2 separate regions of the Sus scrofa genome follow, and region 1 is linked to region 2. The links are chromatin contacts, called in public HiChIP or PLAC-seq maps. All regions are on one chromosome and are shown on one strand. The core of a region is the stretch at or near the end of the contact, and the rest is flanking DNA. Distances in the headings are between cores, read along the strand shown. Region 1 has its middle 170 kb from the start of NRXN3. Region 2 overlaps ADCK1.

The links. HiChIP or PLAC-seq counts read pairs in DNA pulled down with a chosen protein or histone mark.
Region 1: a contact with region 2 is called in an H3K27ac HiChIP or PLAC-seq map of alveolar macrophages. The contact joins two enhancer-like sites. A contact is called at or near these places in 1 of 5 promoter capture datasets (liver), 12 of 47 Hi-C or Micro-C datasets (embryonic fibroblasts, epiblast stem cells, fetal heart ventricle and 6 more) and 1 of 2 datasets of contacts at active chromatin or transcription factors (alveolar macrophages).

What each region holds. Positions count from the first base shown.
Region 1 is chr7:100,958,946-100,962,540 of Sscrofa11.1, reverse strand. No RefSeq gene overlaps it. Among named protein-coding and RNA genes, the nearest start is that of NRXN3, 170 kb to the left of the region's middle. Within about 2 kb of position 2,055, at least 1 of the 83 cell types and tissues checked has an H3K27ac peak or open chromatin away from gene starts, as enhancers often do. A contact at or near this core is called in alveolar macrophages, where this site is marked.
Region 2 is chr7:100,836,816-100,840,495 of Sscrofa11.1, reverse strand. The region is part of intron 3 of ADCK1; the gene reads right to left. Among named protein-coding and RNA genes, the nearest start is that of ADCK1, 62 kb to the right of the region's middle. Within about 2 kb of position 1,860, at least 3 of the 83 cell types and tissues checked have an H3K27ac peak or open chromatin away from gene starts, as enhancers often do. A contact at or near this core is called in alveolar macrophages, where this site is marked.

The sequences.
Region 1 (3,595 bases), core at 806-3,305, 120 kb before region 2:
GTTCAGGCAAGAGATTACGATATCTTTGTGTGTGGGTGTGATAAGACTGTTGATTGTGCTTGAATTGTTCACTGAGTGTAAATTTAGATTATGGTATCTTAACCATAGGGTAGGGTAGGAAGTTCCCATTGTGGCTCAGCGTTAACAAGCCCAACTAGTAGCCATGAGGATGCAGGTTCGATCCCTGGCCTTTGTTCAGTGGGTTAAGAATCCACGTTGCCATGAGCCGCAGGCCACAATGCAGCTCAGATCCTGAGGTGCTATGGTGGTGCCACAGGCCAGCAGCTGTAGCTCTGATTCAACCCCGAGCCAGGGAACTTCTATATGCCACACCTGTGGCCCTAAAAAGCAAAAAAAAAAAAAGATTGAAGTAGGGTGTATACAATGTCCTTTTCTGTGACGGAGAAGACCAAGGGAGGAAAATATTCAGGGAGACAATTAAGAGGTCACTTTTATTTTTACATATGGCCCATTAATGCATGAGACCATGACATAATTCAACTCGGCAAATGCGTATTGACCTGTGTTGGTGCTCTTCCAATGGTACACACACAAGGAAGATGAGTTCCTTGTCCCCAAGGTGCTCACGGTCTGAGGGAGGGAAATCAAGCATGACACAATGTATAAAGTGCTGCATCTGGCCTGTGAGCATATTGCTGCTATATGTTGAAGAGGAAAGGGAGTGATTAATTGTGTCTGAGGAGACAGAGGCTTCTCAGAGGGAACATCAGCCTGTGCACTGATCACACCTATAGGAAAATACACTTCTGTGCAGTAACAAGGATAGAAAACGACTTCAAAGTAATAAAATGAATACATTTCTAGGTGCCTTGTATTTTTCCTTGTCTTGAGGGCATAATAAAAAAAGTCTTTCTTCCATTTAGGGGAACATAAAGGACTTAGATCAGAGTCCCTGCTGTGGTGCAGTGGGTTAAGAATCTGACTGCAGCAGCTTGGGTGGCTGCAGAGGTGCAGTTTCAACTCCTGGCCCGGCACAGTGGGTTAAAGGTTGCCGCAGCTGTGGTGTAGGTCGCAGCTGTGGCTTGGATTCAGTCCCTGGCTTGGGGAACTTCCATGTGCTGTGGGTACAGCCAAAAAAAAAAAACAAGGACTTAGATCAAGGAGTGAAGGAAGACTGTACGAGGCAGTCGGGATGGTTCTACATAGCTCTTCCTGCTTCGAAAAAACCATAGACTTGACTGAGTCACAGTTATGGGGGGAGGCTCTGGAGATAGACAGACTTAGCTTCTCTCAATGTTCCCAGACTTTGCCATGTATTAGCTATGAGACCTTGGCCAAGTGGATTAACCTCTCTCTTAGCCTCAGCTTCCTCATTGTGAAGTGGATATAATAATTTTTGTTGAAAGAATTAAATTAAATAATCTTGCAATGCTTCTAAAATGGGGACCAACAAATATGTTTTCTGAGTCTAAAGAATTTAGTAAAACTACATTTTTTAATGTATGAGTCCTCAATTGGATAAGAAGCATAAAATTCTACCATTAACATATTCCAGGGAGTTCCCATCATGGCATAGGGGAAACAAACCTGATTAGGAACCATGAGGTTGCGGATTCGATCCCTGGCCTTGCAGAGTGGGTTAAGGATCCGGCATTGCTGTGAGCTATGGTGTAGGTCACAGACGAGGCTAGGATCTGGTGTTGCTATGGCTGTGATGTAGGGCGGCAGCTACAGCTCTGATTGGACCCCTAGCCTGGGAACCTCCATACGCCGTGGGTGTGTGGCCCTAAAAAGCAAAAAAAAAAAAAAGGCAACATATTCCAGATTACCCGGTTGACCACCTCATAACTAAGTTCTGCTGGGAAAGTTCAGTATCAAAGTTTTTCATGCCACTTGTACAAGTGTTGGCACCAATGAATACTAGTGTAATGACCATAGGCTGGTAAAGAGAGAGAAACAGAGGCAGAGACACTTAATATATAAATGCTGCTTTGAGTTAAAAATGGGCCAGATTTTGCCACATCACTGTACAAGCGGAAGCTTCAGGGTGGCACAGTGGTTACATAGAGAAATTAGTGGGACAATGGAGTCATCCCCCAGCACGAGGAAGCAGTGATGTGACAGAGGAACCTGCCCCACAGTCATCCACTACAATGCACAGTATCAACAGCTATTTAGTTTCAACAAACATCGTCATTTGTCACATTAAATAAATGGTGTTGACTTAAGCTGTTTCATGTTGCACTTTTGTCTGCATTTAATTTATAAATTTCATTTTTTTGGTCTTTTTTTTTTTTTTTTTTGCAGGGGGCAGGGGGGGCCACACCCATGGCGAATGGAAGTTCCCAGGCTAGGGGTCTAATTGGAGCTGTAGCTGTGACCTACGCCACAGCTCACAGCAACGCTGGATCCCCAATCCACTGAGCAAGGTCAAGGATCAAACCCTCATCCTCATGGATACTAGTTGGGTTCATTCCTGCTGAGCCACAATGGGAACTCCTCGTTTTGTATTATTGTTCTTTAAACACTGTAAGCACAAGAAGCTGAGACCTAATTGTGTGTCAGTACATATTTAAGGAGCAAAACGATAAAAGTAAATCAACTCTAAAGTTCCATGAGAGAATACTTTTCCTTTAAAAGAAGGCTGTCCCAAACAAGCGATGTAGGGTGTTTAGCACAGGGTGTAGAAATGGTAAGTATTATTAAATCTGGAGGAGAATGCTGGAGTCCAGTTCCAGGTAAGAGGGAGTAAGTGCATTTTACCCTGCTTCTCCCATTGAATGAAGCTGTAAATCTTGGACAGAACACATGAAGCAGCTATTTGAGAACTCTCTAAAGTAAATAGTGTATTTACCCTTTTTTCCATCCAGTATCCACAGTCTGAACTCAGTGCAGCCCAAAACCCAGAAGGGGCATTGGAGCACAGAGAGTAAGTTCTGGGAAAAGCCTCTAGCTCTGGCTTGGGGATCAAGAAAGGGAACTCAAGATGCTCAGAAAAAGGGCAGAAAAACCCTATATTTTTTCTTTTTTCCCTCCATTCCCTCACACTCTAGCTCCTAAACAATCCTCTGGTAGCAAGAGAATCCCACAGGAACCAAAAGTCAGTCCTCTATGATTTGTGGAACTATGGTCTCAAAAGAATGGAGTGAACCTCCATTGATTTTTGCTCTCTTTCTACTCCTTGGACTTGACACGGGCACGCTTGTGAACGTGAGTGGCAAAACTGGGTAAATAAAATCCTAGATTTCTAACTGGAGAACAGAAAATCCCCAAAAGTCCAGAAAATAAAGATCTTGGAGAGGGAGGAGTTTAGGAAAGTGATGCCATCTAACTGGAGGACTTGCCTCCAAGCTGTGCCTGCATGGATCAGATCCCAATCAGCATACCAAAGACTTTGAGCAATGAGCTAATGTATAGAACACCCCCCTCCCCCAGCCAGGTCCCAGAGTAGCTACCATGTGGCACACACAGGAAAGAGTCAAGTAGCATACAAAGGATTTAAGAACCACCTTGACCTGGAAAGAGCCCACAGAAAGTGAGTTAGAACTTGCAGCCTAATTTACTCAAAAGAATTGAAAGCATATGCCCATAAAAAACTCGTACATAAATATTCTTGTAGCTTTATTTGTAATAG
Region 2 (3,680 bases), core at 611-3,110:
TATATATAAGTACACACAAAAATCCTATTGGTTCTGTTTCTCTGGAACCCTGACTCCTAGGAGAATGAAACCCAGCCCTGGCAGAGCTGCCACCACCTGGAGGAAAGGATGCCCAGCTCAGGTGCTTTTCCTAGTTGTTACAAAGTCCTCTGCATGCCAGCAGAGGTCCTGTGGGCAGGTGTGGGGAAACAATGAGGGTCACCCCAGAGTTGGCCACTCACTCTCCACGCCCACCCACTCCCTCCCCTGGCCCCAAGGCCTCCACTCAAGCCCCTGCTCGTCTCTGCACTGAACCCACCCAGGGCTCCCACCACCAGGAAGCCTTGCCTAAGCGAGGAGCTCTCCTGCCTCACCTCCCTGCCTTCTGCTTTTGCTCCCGCTGGTCCTCTTGTCGACAGGGGCTTTTCTGCCACCCCCACCAAGCTTGAAAAATGAATGATGTTCTTGGGAGAAGAGCTTCTCTGTCTCTTTACTGAACTTTTGCTTACACTTTAAACATCACCCTGCCACCTGCACGTGCAGGTCCATGTGAAACAACAAAGCCTTCTCCCACCCGGATCACAATGGTTCTCGTCTGCAATCTCATGGTCACTCAGTCAGATGGTCCATCAGAACACCGAGCATTTGTCCCTGGGTGCTAGGGGGAGTTACAAAACAAGGTCACGTCTAGGTCCCCACCCCAAGGGAGCTCCACAAGCGAAGTCCCTACAAAGGTTTCAGGGCTCCACTCCGGCCCCTGACTTCATTTCTTTCAGTTGGTTTTTCACACAATTTCAGAGTTGGAAAGAATGTTGTCTGATACAATTATGTTCCAGGACAATACACAAAACTGGAACATTCACTGAAATATACAGGAAGGAGACTGGACATGTCTGTATGTGTGGGTGGAGGCAGTGAGTAGGGATGTGTGTGTGTCCATGACCAAAGAGAACTATCCTGGTGCAGCTGGCGGTTCTACCACCTCTTCCTCAGTCCCCCTACTCCCGAGCTCTCCACCCACCTCGAACCTCCCGCCTCCACCTTCCCTGCCTGTAAAGGTGACCTCCTTTCCCATGTCACTAGGAAAATCCAGCCCCACTCCAGCCGTCTTCTCTCAGGTCCCTCTCCAAGTCCTCCTCTGCCTTAGATTCACGTTAAGAACATTCAAAAGGCTCTTCATAATATGCCTCTGCCCCAACATTGCAAACCCAGCTCCACTATTCACCAGCTTGAACCCTGAATGGTCAACAAGACTATCCACCATGTACCCTCTGTGCTTTAGGCTTTCCAGGGCCTGCATCGTTGTTGTCCCATCTCATTGATCTGTAATTCCCTCCTCCAACCTCCACCTCTTCTAATCCCACCCATCTTTGAGAGCCTGGGCCAGATGCCACCTGCTTCAGAAAGCTTCCATCCACCCAAATATAACCTCTCTCTCTCACCCATTTTGGTTGCAGCCACAGCTTCCAGCTCTGTGCCTCTTTCACTAAACACCAGCTGCTTAGACAACAAAGAAAAGAAATGGAAAAACGAAGGAAAAGGTGTTGAACCACAGACGTGCACCTGCAGGGGGCCTCAGAGGACACCTACTCCAAACAGGGAAGGTGTAGCAATGGCCTGGTGGTCAATGTGAAGAACCCTGCCAGGTCCTCCAGCACTGAGCCAAGAGCTGGGGACCAGGGTGGGCCAAGCCTCATGGCCTAGGCTTGTTGCAATGGCTTGCATCCATTCAGGGTGCGGAGGTGTCATCCCAGGCTCCCTCCACAGCATGGACCTTGTCCAGGGGTAGAAAGAACCTGAGTCTCATCTAGCCGTCAGGGTGTCCCCCTGTAAGGAAGGGCCATGACTTCAACACCCCTCCCTGACTCTCAAGCTCAGGCGCCATCTGCTGGTCGGGACCAGCACTGCACCCACAACCCCAAGGGCAGTAAGGAGATCAAGGCTGAGACCATTCTCAACCCACTCCAGACACAAGCCACTTTGGGAGGCAGCAGAAATGACTCCACCTCCTAGAATTCTGACTTCTGACTGCTTCCCAGGACCTGTTCTTCACAACTTGAGACTAACATTCAAAATAAAAGGAAAAGAAAAAAAAAAAAAAAGGAGTTCCCTTTGTGGCTCAGAGGAAAGCAACCTGACTAGCATTCATGATGCAGGTTCCATCCCTGGCCTCGCTCAGTGGGTCGGGGATCCGGCGTTGCTGTGAGCTGTGGTGAAGGTCGTAGATGTGGCTTGGACCCCACATTGCTGTTGCTGTAGTTGTGGTGTACGGCCGGCAGATACAGCTCCAATTCGACCCCTAACCTGGAAAATTCCATATGCTGAAGGTGTGGCCCTAAAAAAAGAAAAAAAAATTAAAAATAGGGGAGGGGGAGGGAGTGGGATGGATTTATTGGAAGCTTGGGGCTAATAGATGTAAACTATTAGATTTGGACTGGATTAGCAATGAGATCCTGCTGTGCAGCACTGGGAACTACATCTGGTCACTTGTGATGGAGCCTGATAATGTGAGAGAAAAGAATGTATACATGTATGTGTAACTGGGTCACCATGCTGTACAGCAGAAAGTTGACAGAACACTGCAAACCAAGTATAACGGAAAAAAATAAAAATCATTATACAAACTAAAAAAAAAAAAAAAAAGAAAAAGAAATGGAAGAAAAGTTTCTTTCTGATAATACAAATAGAAACTTCCAAGGCACAGACATACAGACACACAGAAAAGTGATTTCCAAAGGGCTTCTGCCAAACAGAAGCTCTGCGACATAGGGAACAAAGCACTGGCCAGAAAATCAGAAGTTCTGAGGCCTCATCCCATCCCTCACGTGCCACTCCTCAGTTATGTGACCCCCTGCCTAGGCCAGTCCCTAACCAAGCTGGGACCCTTTCACTCGCCCTCACCTTACACTGATCGCACTGGCTATGCCACAGGGATCTGGACTAATCCAGGACTAAATGTAAAGCATGGGATCCAGAAGCGCTGCAACCTCACCCTCAACCCCCATGCTAGGGACACCCCCAGAGCCAGTCCTATCTGTCTGGGCATGGACCAGTCTGAGGATACTAGTGACCCTCCAAGGCCTCTGCTGATGCCCAAGAGGCATAGATGGGACCAATCAGAGCAAGCTGGAACACAATGGCCTGGAGCTCCCCTCCGGCCACCCCTCCCTGCTCAGGCTGAGATTTAGGGGCTGCTGCGTGGTCTTTGAGCCCTGGGTGACCTCAAAGCAATGGACTCGGACCTGGAAAGAAGACGATGATGCATGACAGACTCAGCTTCCTTTAGCCACCCTCCTGGACCCACGGACCTCGGGGCAGGCCTGGAGCCCAGGATAAGGAGGGCCACTCAAACATCTTCCTGGAGGAGGGCTGCCCCCGGAGAAGTGTCATGAGAGGGGCTGGAGGAGGAGGGAAGTGCAGCGTGAGTGACTTTCCCCGCCCTCACGCCCCCACACACACCTACCCTGCTTCCCACATGTCCCCTTTCCCCTCCCTCCACCCTCGAGCTGAGAAAGTGTGTCACCGGGAACAAATGCCATCTTCCCAGGAGGGAGGAGGAGGAGGGGAGAGGGAAGACTTTGACTGTATGCCTGTGGGGGCCGGGGTGAGAAACCAGAGGTTTCTGAGCTTCCCAGCTGTGAGGGACACCCCCTCTGAGCCCTGGCCTTGACATTAGCCTCCTTTTCTCAGAAGGCTTGAGA